2 separate regions of the Sus scrofa genome follow, and region 2 is linked to region 1. The links are chromatin contacts, called in public HiChIP or PLAC-seq maps. All regions are on one chromosome and are shown on one strand. The core of a region is the stretch at or near the end of the contact, and the rest is flanking DNA. Distances in the headings are between cores, read along the strand shown. Region 1 overlaps LIPC (lipase, hepatic). Region 2 overlaps LIPC (lipase, hepatic).

Region 1 (5,819 bases), core at 2,122-4,621:
CTTGAATGGTGAGAAAGAAGACCCTGGCCTAGGCTGGTTTACCTCCCCACACTTGCATGGAGCCTCAGGACCCAGGAGGAGCTAATCTGGGGGATTCTGGGAAGAGTTTGGCAAGGACGGGGACCAGGGTGAACGATCTCTAAGTCCACTCAGAGACAGGGCCTGTGCGCGTGGGTAAGGGCTGCCTTTGCCCAGGCAGGCCCCTCCTCTGCAGCAGTGGTCCCTGAAGCCCAAGCACTGAGGGTGAGAGAGACACCACTGGAGTCCCCACTTTTCACCCACCCAGTGTGCCCAGCAAAGTCTCTCCCTGGTACTACCCCTTCTGAAAGCTTTCTCTGATGCTTCCTCATTCAGGGGGCTTCCTCTATTCTGGGCCCCATAATGATCCACTTAATAGCTCAAGGTTCCCCCCCGCCTCTTTTTGCAGCATATGGAAGTTCCCAGGCTAGGGGTTGAATTGGAGCTGCAGCTGCCAGCCTACACCACAGGCACAGACAGCAACATAGGATCCAAACTGCATATGTGTCCTACACTGCAGCTTGCGGCAATGCTGGATCTTTTAACCCACTGAGTGAGGCCAGGGATTGAACCCTCATCCTCACAGACACTGTGTCAGGTTCTCAGCCAGCTGAGCCACAAACAGGAACTCCTAGATCATGGTTTCTTGATCCCTGGTCTAAGGCTGCTCCCGCTAACCCTACAGGGCAAAGTCCAGCTCTAAATAGGTCCTTGTGACTTCCTTCATCTCAGGGCAGAAACTGAATGTGGCATTATCTGTGTTGTGATCCCACTTCTCTCTCAAACCCTAAAACCACAACATTAATGTGCACATTGATAACAGGTGCAGGATTAAAGAACAAAAGTGTCAGCAGAAACCATACCTTTCATAGGCATTCCAAATGTCTCATTATTATAAAATATCACCCTGATTAAGGAATGCCAGCATTCCTGTTATGGCTCAACAGTAACGAACCAGACTAGTATCCATGAGGGTGCAGGTTCAATCCCTGTCCCCGCTCAGGGGGTTAATCCAGCAGTGCCATGAGCTGCAATATAGGTCACAGATGTGGCTTGGATCTGGCATTGCTGTGGCTATGAGTAGGCTGGCAGCTGCAGCTCCAATTTGATCCCTAGCCTGAGAACTTCCATATGCCATGGGTACAGCCCAAAAAAAAAAAAAAGAAAGAAAGAAAGAAAGACAGAGAGAGAGAGAGAAAGAAAGAAAGGCCAACTCACCCACTCTAAGCCAACTGAAGAACCCCCACCCCTCACCCTCCCTTCTCATCCCAGTCATCTAAAACTGAGCTGAGAACACACCCTCTAGTGATGATACCACTGCCTTCAGGGCTCAGCTATCAGAATGACCTTCACACTCCAACATTATCTCATTTTGGCCAGACTCCCAGCCTTCCACCCACCCTCGCCTGAGAGAACTTTTGAGGAACTTCCTCTTATCAGGACATCTTCCTCCAGTCACTACCCCTCCCATCACCAGCAGTTCCCCATGACCTTCCTGCCCTCTTCCCAGATCTGCACCCTCCCTAAGCTTGACACACCCCTAGGACAGTGTTCATTAACTCCTTGCCTGGCAAATGCACCTCCAACCAACTATAGCCATTTTCTCTTTTGCGATAGACTGCAGATTGATGAAAGCATGTATGTTGACATAGCGCGCCCTGGGCGCGGTGTGGTTTTTCAGTTTTCTTCACTCTTATGTTTGTTACCTCAGTCACTAGATAACTGCTTTACCATCCTCAACACCACCTGGTTAGGTGAGCTTGAGTCAGTTAGTGAATGTCCCTGAAGCTCAGTTTTCTCACTTGTAATGGCTGTCTCAAGGATTTAAAGATCCAGACAGGCAGTTGGTGCAGTGCCTGCCCCATGGTGGAGACTCAGCAAATATAGCCACTAGTCACCAAGAACTGAGATGAGTAATCCTGGGGAAATCAGCTTCTGGCAAAGCTCCCTGTACTCCACCTTCACATGAGGTACTTGCCCTGTCTCATGGTGGTTCCTAACATTCCTAGAGCATACTTCGCTTAAGATCAAATTAAGATTTAGAGACCCCAAAACAAACCCCACCCCAAAGGTCAAAAGCTTTGGTTGATAAACCTCCTCAACTTGCTGTTTGGAGTTAGGCCCATTCAGACCTTATCATTGGGGCATGTCCTTCTACAAGCCAATCCCCCTGCTAGTGTCACAGGCCACTTACCTCAGGCATGCACTGGCTCCCTTGGGACGTGGCAGGGGAGGCCTCGGCTCTCATCAGACCATTAGCCACGTCCCAAGCGTGCCTGAGCATTGGTTTACCCAACTTCATTCAGAGGCATTCCATACAAGCCTGTTCTGATAACTGGCCCCTAAAGCATCCGCACTTGTGTACTTTTTTTCTTTTAACAGCCGCACCTGCAGCATATAGCTGTTCCCAGGCTTGGGGTTGAATCGGAGCTGCAGCTGTAGGCCTACACCACAGCCACAGCAACACAAGATCTGAGCTGCAACCTACACCACAGCTTGTGGCAACACCAGATCCTTAACTCACTGAGCAAGGCCAGAGATTGAATCCACCTCCTCCAAGACACTATGTCAGGTTCTTAACCAGCTAAGCCACAGTGGAAACTCTGCACTTGTGCATTTTTAACCATATGAGACTAAAATATTTCTGAAATGAATTACACTATCCCACTTGCTCAAAGAATTCATTATATTCTTAGTGACTTGGGGCTCCTATTAAAACACCTACTGTAACATACAGCAGCCCCTCAGAGCCTGGGATTATGCCTCTACCCTGTGGCTTCCACGGGTTTACTCTTTGTGGAGCTTTCAGTTGTCACATCCACTGTCATCAGAGGCTTGACCTCTGCAATCTCCTCCTTCTCAATGTGCTATTTCTCTGCCCTAAGAAATGAGGCAACCCTCCGGGCCAAGGGGCAATAATGTCCCTCCTGTCCTGTGTTCCAGCCATCACCCGGACCATCAAATGTGCCCACGAGCGGTCAGTGCACCTGTTCATCGACTCCGTGCTGCACCCCGGCATGCAGAGCACGGCCTACCTGTGCAAGGACATGGACAGCTTCAGCCAGGGCCTGTGCCTGAGCTGCAAGAAGGGCCGCTGCACCACGCTGGGTTACTACACCCACCAGGAGCAGCAGAGCAAGAAGAGCAAGAGCCTCTTCCTGATGACTCGAGCCCAGCCCCCGTTCAAAGGTGAGTGCGGGAGAGCCTTCAGAAGGCCAGGGTGTAGCCATCTGTCCGAAGGTGCCAGAGCTCCCTGAAGTCTTTTCCTGGAGCGACTTCAGGCTCTGCTCTTTGAGTGTTTTGGACACTGCACCGATTCTAGACTGTGCTGTCAACACAGCCACTCTCTCACTCTCCAAGAATGTGGCCACCTCGCTGCCAAGTGCGGAAGGAGGAAGCGTGATACTTTCTGGGACAATCCTGGGGTTGGCTTGTCTTCATCCATTTCCATGGTGTCCCAGAATGTTAGATCCAGAAGGCCTTGAGCAACTACCTTGACCAACCAGGTCTCACTCACTGTACAGGGCCCTGGGGGTGTCTGCAAACCCACGAGAACCCAGCGCTTTCATCTCTGCCGGGGCTGCCAGGAGAAACTTGGGCTGCAGGCTGCATTTGAGGTTCCTCATTTCCCCTCAAGTTTGAATCAGCTCTTCTTGCGAGAGATCATTGTCCTATTCAGGCCAGCCCTAGATGAAGTTCCGCTTCTCAACCTCGGGGCAGAAACCACACCCATTCTGCTCTCCGGGTTGAACAGTAGGTCAGAGAAAGGGCTTGGCCATGATTTGGGCTGAAGCCAGCAGTACTACTTCCCCTCAGCCTAAATCCTCCTACAGGGAACAAGCCAACATCTGTTGCCATTAACATTTCTGCCTAATCCTTAAAACAGCTCGAGAGTGATTTAGCATCTTCTAGTTTCAACAGCACATACTCGAAGCTGGGGGAGGAGCACAGCGCTGTGTGATTATTACTGTGCAGGTATTTGCAGCTACAGACATGAACACAGTCAGCACTGCTTTGCATTTGTGCAGCATTTTACACCAAACATTAGATGCAGCCTGGGCCTCATGGTGCCCACCACAGCCAAGCCAGGCTGGCAGAGTTGGTTACAGTCCCAGGGTAAAGAAGAGGAAAACCAAGCTGGGGTTCAGTGACCTGGCCACATGGCCTAGGACCCAGCTGCCCTCTGACTGCCAGGCCAGCGTTTCTTCCATGACTGCACTCCCAAGTTCAAGCTCCCAGGTGGCTTGTATGTTAGGTTCCTCTGTTTATCTGAACTTACTGCTCTCCAGCCACATTTCCCCTCCATGAGTCCCAGGAATGACAGAAGTTGGCTTGAGCAGCTGATAGCTTCTGAGAGCCCTTGGAATGAGGGCAGAATCTTTCTTGCCTGAGGGGCAGAGGGTGCCCTCAGCTGTCTGTCCTTGAGTGGGTGGAGGAGCCTGAGGCCTTGGAGCAGGTGAAGGAATTTGGAAGGCCTCCCCGCTTCGCTTTGGGGAGCTCCCCCGCCACAGGCTGCCAATTAGACACTCATTTGGGTTAACCAGCTCCTCTTTTAAATGGTGGAACCACCTGGAGTGATTAAGTTTCTTGCATAATCAGATTTCACTGGATAGACTTTAATCCTGGAATGTTATTGTTTGGAGAAACGGTTCAACTCCATCATGTCCCAGACATGGAAACCAAGGCACAGATGAGAGAAAATCATTTGCCCAGGATACCAAGGGAATTCCTGCCAGAGCCAGCATTTAGACTCAGGCCTCCAAATCAGAAGTCAAGTGATTTTTTTTTACCTCAGTGAGCCACCCCTGGTCTGACTGTGGAGGCAAGGGAGGGAGGAGGGTGTGTGTCGGGGCGGGGGGGGGGGTCGTCGTGTGTGTGTGTGTGTGTGTGTGTGTGTGTGTGTGTGTGTGTGTGTGTGTGTAGCGGGTCTTGCTTTTGCCCTGGGATCAGCTAGAAAGAAAGAGCGTCCTTTTTCACCTTCCAGGGCAGGGCTGTGCCTCTGAAATGAGGAACTCAGTCCTGGGTCCCGCTGGAGGAGAGCCACTGGGGGCGTGGAGATGGGGGCGGATGCGAGCCTTGGGAGAGGAAGAGGGGGAAGGAGGAGCAGCGGGCACAAGCCAGGCTGATTTTCTCCCCATGCCAAGGACCCCTGATGCCCAATCACCACACACTGCTCGTGGGAACTCACAGGGACCCCCCGCCTGTAAGGCAGGACCAAGGAACCACATTAGGGCAGCAGCATCTCATCCAGCAGCTGCCAAGGGCAGTGTGCTCAGCCACTATTTATTCTTCAGGCATCCGTTGAGCCCAGGTAGCAAGAGACCCTGCCTGTCACATGCGGCATGCTACTGCTGTCCCAGGAAGACAGACGAGTCCCTTGAAGACAACACTTGGGTCTCTTTATCACCAACCACTCATCTTGCTCCAGGGATGTCCAATGAGAATAGGACCTAGGGGCCGGTGACTTGGAGGTGGGACCAGGGGGCAAGACTGCCTGCAACTGCCCCGGAACCGAACCTCCAGCCCCTGACAGATTGCAGTGGTGAGCTGCAGCCTGCGCTGCATCCTTCCTGCCCTGCTCTGGGCCCTCCAGTTCTCCCCAGTCCTGCCTCAGTCTTTCAGGAAGCAAAGTCCTAATCTGTACAGCTTCATTTCCTTCACTCCTGGGGAGTCACATCCCTGCTGTCCCTTTAAGTGGTCCCGCATACCACTACACATGATGCTCAGATGACACTCCCCCCGCCTATGTAGAAGCTGCCACTCGTGGATACTGTGCAGTTTGTACAATGCTATGTCGCCCT
Region 2 (5,819 bases), core at 2,250-4,749, 100 kb before region 1:
GTTCCTGTCGCGGCTCAGTGGAAATGAATCTGAGTAGCATCCATTAGGACTCACTTTCGATCCCTGGTCTCCATCTGTGGATTAAGGATCTGGCATTGCTGTGGCTGTGGTGTAGGCCAGCAGCTACAGCTCCAATTGGACCCCCCAGCCTGGGAATTTCCATATGCCAAGGGTGCAGCCCTAAAAAGACAAAAAAAAAAAAAAGATTAAATGTAAAAGTGTATTGGGTCTATAGTTGTTCCAAACATAAATAGCACAAAAAATTTGAGGAAATATTCTTCCAGGATTCCTTTTTTTTTCCCCCTTTTCAGGACAGTACCTGCAGCATATGGAAGTTCCCAGGCTAGGGGTCAGATCAGAGCTGCAGCTACTGGCCTATACCACAGCCACAGCAATTCGGGATCTGAGCTGCACCTGCAACCTACACCACAGCTTGCAGTAATGCTGGATCCTTAACCCACGAAACAAGACCAGAGATTGAACCCACATCCTCATGGATACTAGCTGGGTTTGTAACCTGCTGAACCACAATGGGAACTCCTCTTCCAGGATTCTACAACAATAATCTGACACACCAAAGAAGTGGTGTATGTCATTGTTAAATGACTGAGGTTCCCAAACAGATCTTCAATTTTTTCAGTTTTTTCTTACTCCATGTAAATGAAAATATCAATTAACATTCATATTAGAACTATCCATATTCATCATTTGCAACCATGGGTTGGCTAGCGATACAAAAGTTCATCGAAAATCAGCAAGACCATTCTGTGACAATCAATTATCTACACAGAGTTTACAATAAAGGGTATTGGATGTTTTATATTATTTTTAAATTGCATAATATGTATCCTTGACATTAATAAAATGTATGATAAATCATATATATACATATGATTAGATATTTCCCATCACACCAGTGCCTGAGGCACATCAACATAAAGAGGGACTTAACTGTCCAGAGTCGCCCACGTAAAGGACCAGAGGCAGAGTCCAGAGCCTGGGGAAGGTATCAAGGATGGAGGGACAATCAGGAGAGCCCTCCAGGGTGTCCTGGAAGGCTTCATGGAGGACATGCACCCTAAAGAACCATGGGACTGAAAATGAATGGAGAGTAGCTGCACTTCAGGCAGGTAAACAGCATGGGTGAAAGGGTGAAGGCTGGAGTGCCCTGACTTGGTCAGGACCACCAAGAGCAGAGGGTCAGCCCTGGGAAGCAGTGGGAGACAAAGTGGGCCCAGGTATATTTAATGACACAGAAACACACCATGTGGTTGAGTAGAAAAAAACAAAACAAAACCAAACAAAAAAACAGGCTACAAAATGTGTGCGCTTGTGTTAAGAGGGAGAAAAATACATTAGAAGAAAATCCTCTGAAATGCAAAGAGCTCTGGGTGACAGGATTATAGCTGATTTTGTTTTCATGCTTCTGAACATTTTCCGGTACCTTCCTATTATTCTGAAGTGGTGTGTGGCACTTTGATAATCATGAAAAAAAAATAAGGTTTTCTGGGTATGAAGGGCAAAAAGCAGACAGCCCTGAGAACTGAGATAAACCGGAAGCGGTAGTGAGAGAGGACACATCTGGCCTGATGCAGCCCGGAGGCCCCCAGAGGGCAGTGTTGAGAGAGGGTGTACTGTAATGCAGCCTAGGGCTGAGCCCCCTCTCCTGGGAGGACTGTAGGAACATCTGGGCTGCCTCCCGGTGCCCCCACCCCCAACCCCCTAAGGGCCTGAAGTAGTGCTATCTATGCAGGGGACCTGCCCCTACCCCTTCGCCTTAAGCAGATGTCTTCTTTCTCTTTTCTCCCCCAAGTACTAGTTTGCAAAGTTTTCCCCTCCAAACTCACAGAAGCAGAACAAATTGGAAACAACAAAAAGAAGCCGAAAAAACCCTAAGAGATCCTCTGTCTTTTTAGGACTTTACCATTGCAGTTTTCCCAACTGTAAGAAGTATACATTTTCAAAAGTACAGCTGATTCACAGAATTGGAAAATTAGAGTGGATCCTGGAGAACATTCAGTCCAACTCATTTATTTTACAAATAAGGAAATGGAAACTAAGGCCTTCGAGTGGCATATGCAAGGGCACAAAGCTAGGTGGAAACTGGTCTCCAGCAGAGATGACACCTGGGCCTGGTGCCTCCTTTCTCAGCATCTGAATCCTATCAGATGAGCAGCCCAGGGGCTCACCACCAGGTGGGCTGAACAGCCCTGGGCTGCAGAGCATAGCAGATTCTGATCCTTCCTTGAGTTTACCCATGCAAAGCCGGAACACCTACAAGGCACCAAGTTAATAATATACCACTTGATTTCTCTCTACCCCACACACCTGGATTAGCTCCCTCAGCGGACTGGACCACTCCCTCCCTACTGTGATGAATGACACTGCCAAAGCTGTCTTCTCCATAAAGACTTTCTTTAACTAATGCTGTGTTATTTTGTGATCAGTCACCTTCACTGTTGTTATCTTTACTTGCCAAACCAGCCAGGTCATTGTATTTGGCCCTCAAAAGGACTAAAACTCCAGTTTGGTCATTTTCTCTACATAAACTCGACCGAACTGCATACAAGGTGGGGATTTTGATCTTGTACTTAAATATCTAGCAGCCTCTGTGACTCACACAATTCCTTTTCCTCTCCCTCCTGGACCAAAGCCCACGTCTTCATCCTGCCACTAATGCTGGCTCTTTGGGGATTTTCTACAAATCTCTCTGTGTACGTGCCATGTTGTTCATCTTAAATTATATGCTACTGGAGCACAAGGAATATATAAGTATATGCTTTTTCTGATCAGGAGCATCTGTAGCTGAGGGAAGGGCAGGCCTCTCTTATGACTAGAAGACAGCGGGAAAGTCCTGTCAAAATCCAGTGGCCAATCTTTGACCTTTGCCGACAGGCAGAAAGTGGCATTGAAAGTGTCTTCTTAGAGACCCTGCTTTGGATAAAGCCCATGGATGGGGCAAATATTTGCTAGCAAAGTTATATTTTAGTCCTTTGTTAAGTCTGAGTGAGGCCATCTTTTCAAATCTTTCGGAGAACGGCCATCATTGCTTTTCTTTCCTTTTGTGGGCCTCTTTCAGAGATTTAACAATAAATACATGCATACATCAACCAAATGAAAGCTAAAAGGACGTAAGTCCCAGGCTGGGTCCATGTTTTCAGGAAATAAACAGTTTTTGGAGGAAGTCCCACCCACTCCTATAAATGAAAAAAATAAACAAGATGACATTCCACCAGCAAGCAGGTGTTTCATATCCTCTCAAGTCAGATAAATAGATTTTTACATTCATGAGAAAACAAATAAACATTCCCCCCAAATTGGACTGAGGGAGAAAACCACCCTAGGTTCTGTGCACCGAGTTCTGGCTGTATCTGCAGCCATCACCGGAAGGAACTGGATCACCCACACCCTGTTCCCAAGGACGCCTGTACTGGAACAGATTCCAGTTCCATGTACCCTCTGGGGAGGGGCAAAGTTATCATAGGGCGTCATGGGCCCTGTGCAAACAGCACGCTTCCTCCTTACCATGAAGGCGGGGCTCCCGGGTTCCTCTAAATCAGAACAACAGTTAACAGTCAGCCGGATCACACCTGACAGGAACTGGCCTCTGCCTTTTTCCTGAAAAGTGGTTCATCCTGAGGTCTTCCCTGTAGGGCTGAGCAGGTCCTAGCTATCTGCTTCCAAGCTCACCTTTGGATATCTGAGTACAGCCCCTTGGGGTCTACTCTGGAAAGTCTTTTTGACTCTTAGTGAGCACCTCTCAACAGAATCTTAAAATACCCAAGGGAGTTCCCATTGTGGCTCAGTGGTAACGAACCCGACTAGTATCCATGAGGACGCATGTTGGAACCCTGGCCTCTCTCAGTAGGTTAAGGATCCAGTGTTGCCGTGAGCTGTGGTGAAGGTTGCAGATGAGGCTCAGATCCCACGTTGCCGTGTTTGTGGTGTAGGCTGGCAGCTATAGCTCCTATTCGAACCCTAGCCTAGGAACATCCACATGCCACAGGTGCAGCCCTAAAAAGCAAACATATATAATATATATAGCAAAAATATATAAAGCAAATATATATGTGTATATATATGTGTGTATATATGATAAATAAAATAAAATACCCAAAACCACTCAGCTCCTGGGCCTTGGCTTACAGACAGCCTATCTTCTTTTTTTTTTTTTTTTTTAAATTACTCAATGAATTTATTACATTTATAGTTGTAGAATGATCATCACAAGGACACTGACAACACAGTTCTAAAACAAGATTTCAGCCTCTCTCTGGAGTTCTAACTCTGTATGTGAAACAATGAGGTCAGGGCTGTGGGGAATTCAGAAGGAAGAGGATGGCTCATAGAGAAGGGAGTGGTGAGCTCTGGGGTGACTGAGGGTGAAATGCAAAGGGAAGGAAGGGTCAGGGTGGGGGCAGGAAGTGTGTGCTAATAGTCCCCATGGGGCCAGAAGGACCTGCCTGACCAGACAGAAGGGGCTTCCCCATTCCAGAGCCCCAGGCTCCCTGCTGGACACACTAGGGAGCCCTCTGCTGAGGTTATAATCCCATCAACCACCCTGCAGGGGGCTCTTAGAACATCTCTCTCAGTGATTGGGAAGCTCAGGCTCAGGGCCATTACCTTACTGGTTCAAGATCACTCAGCAGGTGAGGGGCAGGGCAGGACTGCAAATTCAAGGTGACTGACAGTATGGCTCTTGCAGGTCCATTTTCTACCCTACCTCTCTGCCTCCGAGAAGAGTTTGGAGATGCTCTGGAGCTGAGAAATAACAGAGCACCAGACTAGGAAGTTGGGGGAGACAGGACCACCTGTTAGAGGGAAGGAGTCAGGAGCAAGAATAGGAGGACCACATGCCAAATGGCTTGGAGAGTGATCTACTCATTTAGCGCCGGGGGCCTTGGTTGTCTCATTTGTAAAGGGACAATGGGCCAAATGGTCACTTCTCTGAAACAGGGAGTGTCAAGCCTCTTGAATGAAGAAGTGATGGCAATGTGACACTTAAGTGGGCTGTGTTTGGGGGCCAGTGCAAGGGCTGGGTGCAGGGGAAGAAAGCAACACCACAGGCAGCTTCATAAATGTGCAGAAATCCAGGTGAGAGGCGAGGGGGGCTATGCTCAGGTGTAGAGGATGAGGTGGTCACTGCTGCAAAACAGAGGTCAAAGCCAGATGCAGGAAACAGTCTGAGGCAGAGCTCAGAGCATTTGGGGATTGACTAGAATCGTAACAATAATAAAAGCTAACATTTACAGACCGCTCTGCTAGTCATCCCACCAAGTGCTCCGCTGTCAGTCTCCACAACAGCCTTGCTGTCGTATCACGGACAATGAGGCAAAGTGCCTTGGCCCAGGCCACAGAGATGACCATCTGATGGCAGAGCTAGGATTTGAACTCAGGCCATCTCAGTGCAGAGCCTGTGTTCTCAACTGCCATGCAGCACCATCTACTCCCTCTATGCTGAAAGAAAGGGAGCCCCTCTCAGGGGGGCCTCTGCCCTTCAAATTCCAGATTCCAGCTTCTCTTTAAACTTTCACACTCTGCTCTGTCTACCTGTCCACACCCACCTCCCATGGCTTTCCCCGCGGCCCAGGCCTGAACCGAACATGTTATGCCCACCTGTCACCTCTCCTACCCATCTGACATCCACACCTCACCCAAGCAGCAGGCCCATGTCATCCCTCTGCCCCAGATTTAAGCCCATCCTCCTCTCTGCTTCTATCGTCTTTTCACCTGTTTCTTGCATGTATCACCCTCCATTTGTTAAATATTTTTTTGTCTGTTTGTTAATATTTGTACCTTCCCTGTAAGAGTGTGAGCAC

Evidence for each region. HiChIP or PLAC-seq counts read pairs in DNA pulled down with a chosen protein or histone mark.
Region 2: a contact with region 1 is called in an H3K27ac HiChIP or PLAC-seq map of alveolar macrophages. The contact joins two enhancer-like sites. A contact is called at or near these places in 5 of 47 Hi-C or Micro-C datasets (blood, heart right ventricle, psoas muscle and 2 more) and 2 of 2 datasets of contacts at active chromatin or transcription factors (alveolar macrophages and skeletal muscle).

Annotation. Positions count from the first base shown.
Region 1 is chr1:113,450,398-113,456,216 of Sscrofa11.1, reverse strand. LIPC (lipase, hepatic) reads left to right here. Exons shown (of 9, transcript NM_001143714.1): 5 at 1-8; 6 at 2,962-3,207. All of the region lies in intron 1 of LOC102158936 (a long non-coding RNA gene), which reads right to left. Among named protein-coding and RNA genes, the nearest start is that of LIPC, 130 kb to the left of the region's middle. Within about 2 kb of position 3,371, at least 38 of the 83 cell types and tissues checked have an H3K27ac peak or open chromatin away from gene starts, as enhancers often do. A contact at or near this core is called in alveolar macrophages, retroperitoneal adipose tissue and skeletal muscle, where this site is marked.
Region 2 is chr1:113,554,976-113,560,794 of Sscrofa11.1, reverse strand. All of the region lies in intron 1 of LIPC (lipase, hepatic), which reads left to right. The region is part of intron 3 of LOC102158936 (a long non-coding RNA gene); the gene reads right to left. Among named protein-coding and RNA genes, the nearest start is that of LIPC, 26 kb to the left of the region's middle. Within about 2 kb of position 3,499, at least 27 of the 83 cell types and tissues checked have an H3K27ac peak or open chromatin away from gene starts, as enhancers often do. A contact at or near this core is called in alveolar macrophages, retroperitoneal adipose tissue and skeletal muscle, where this site is marked.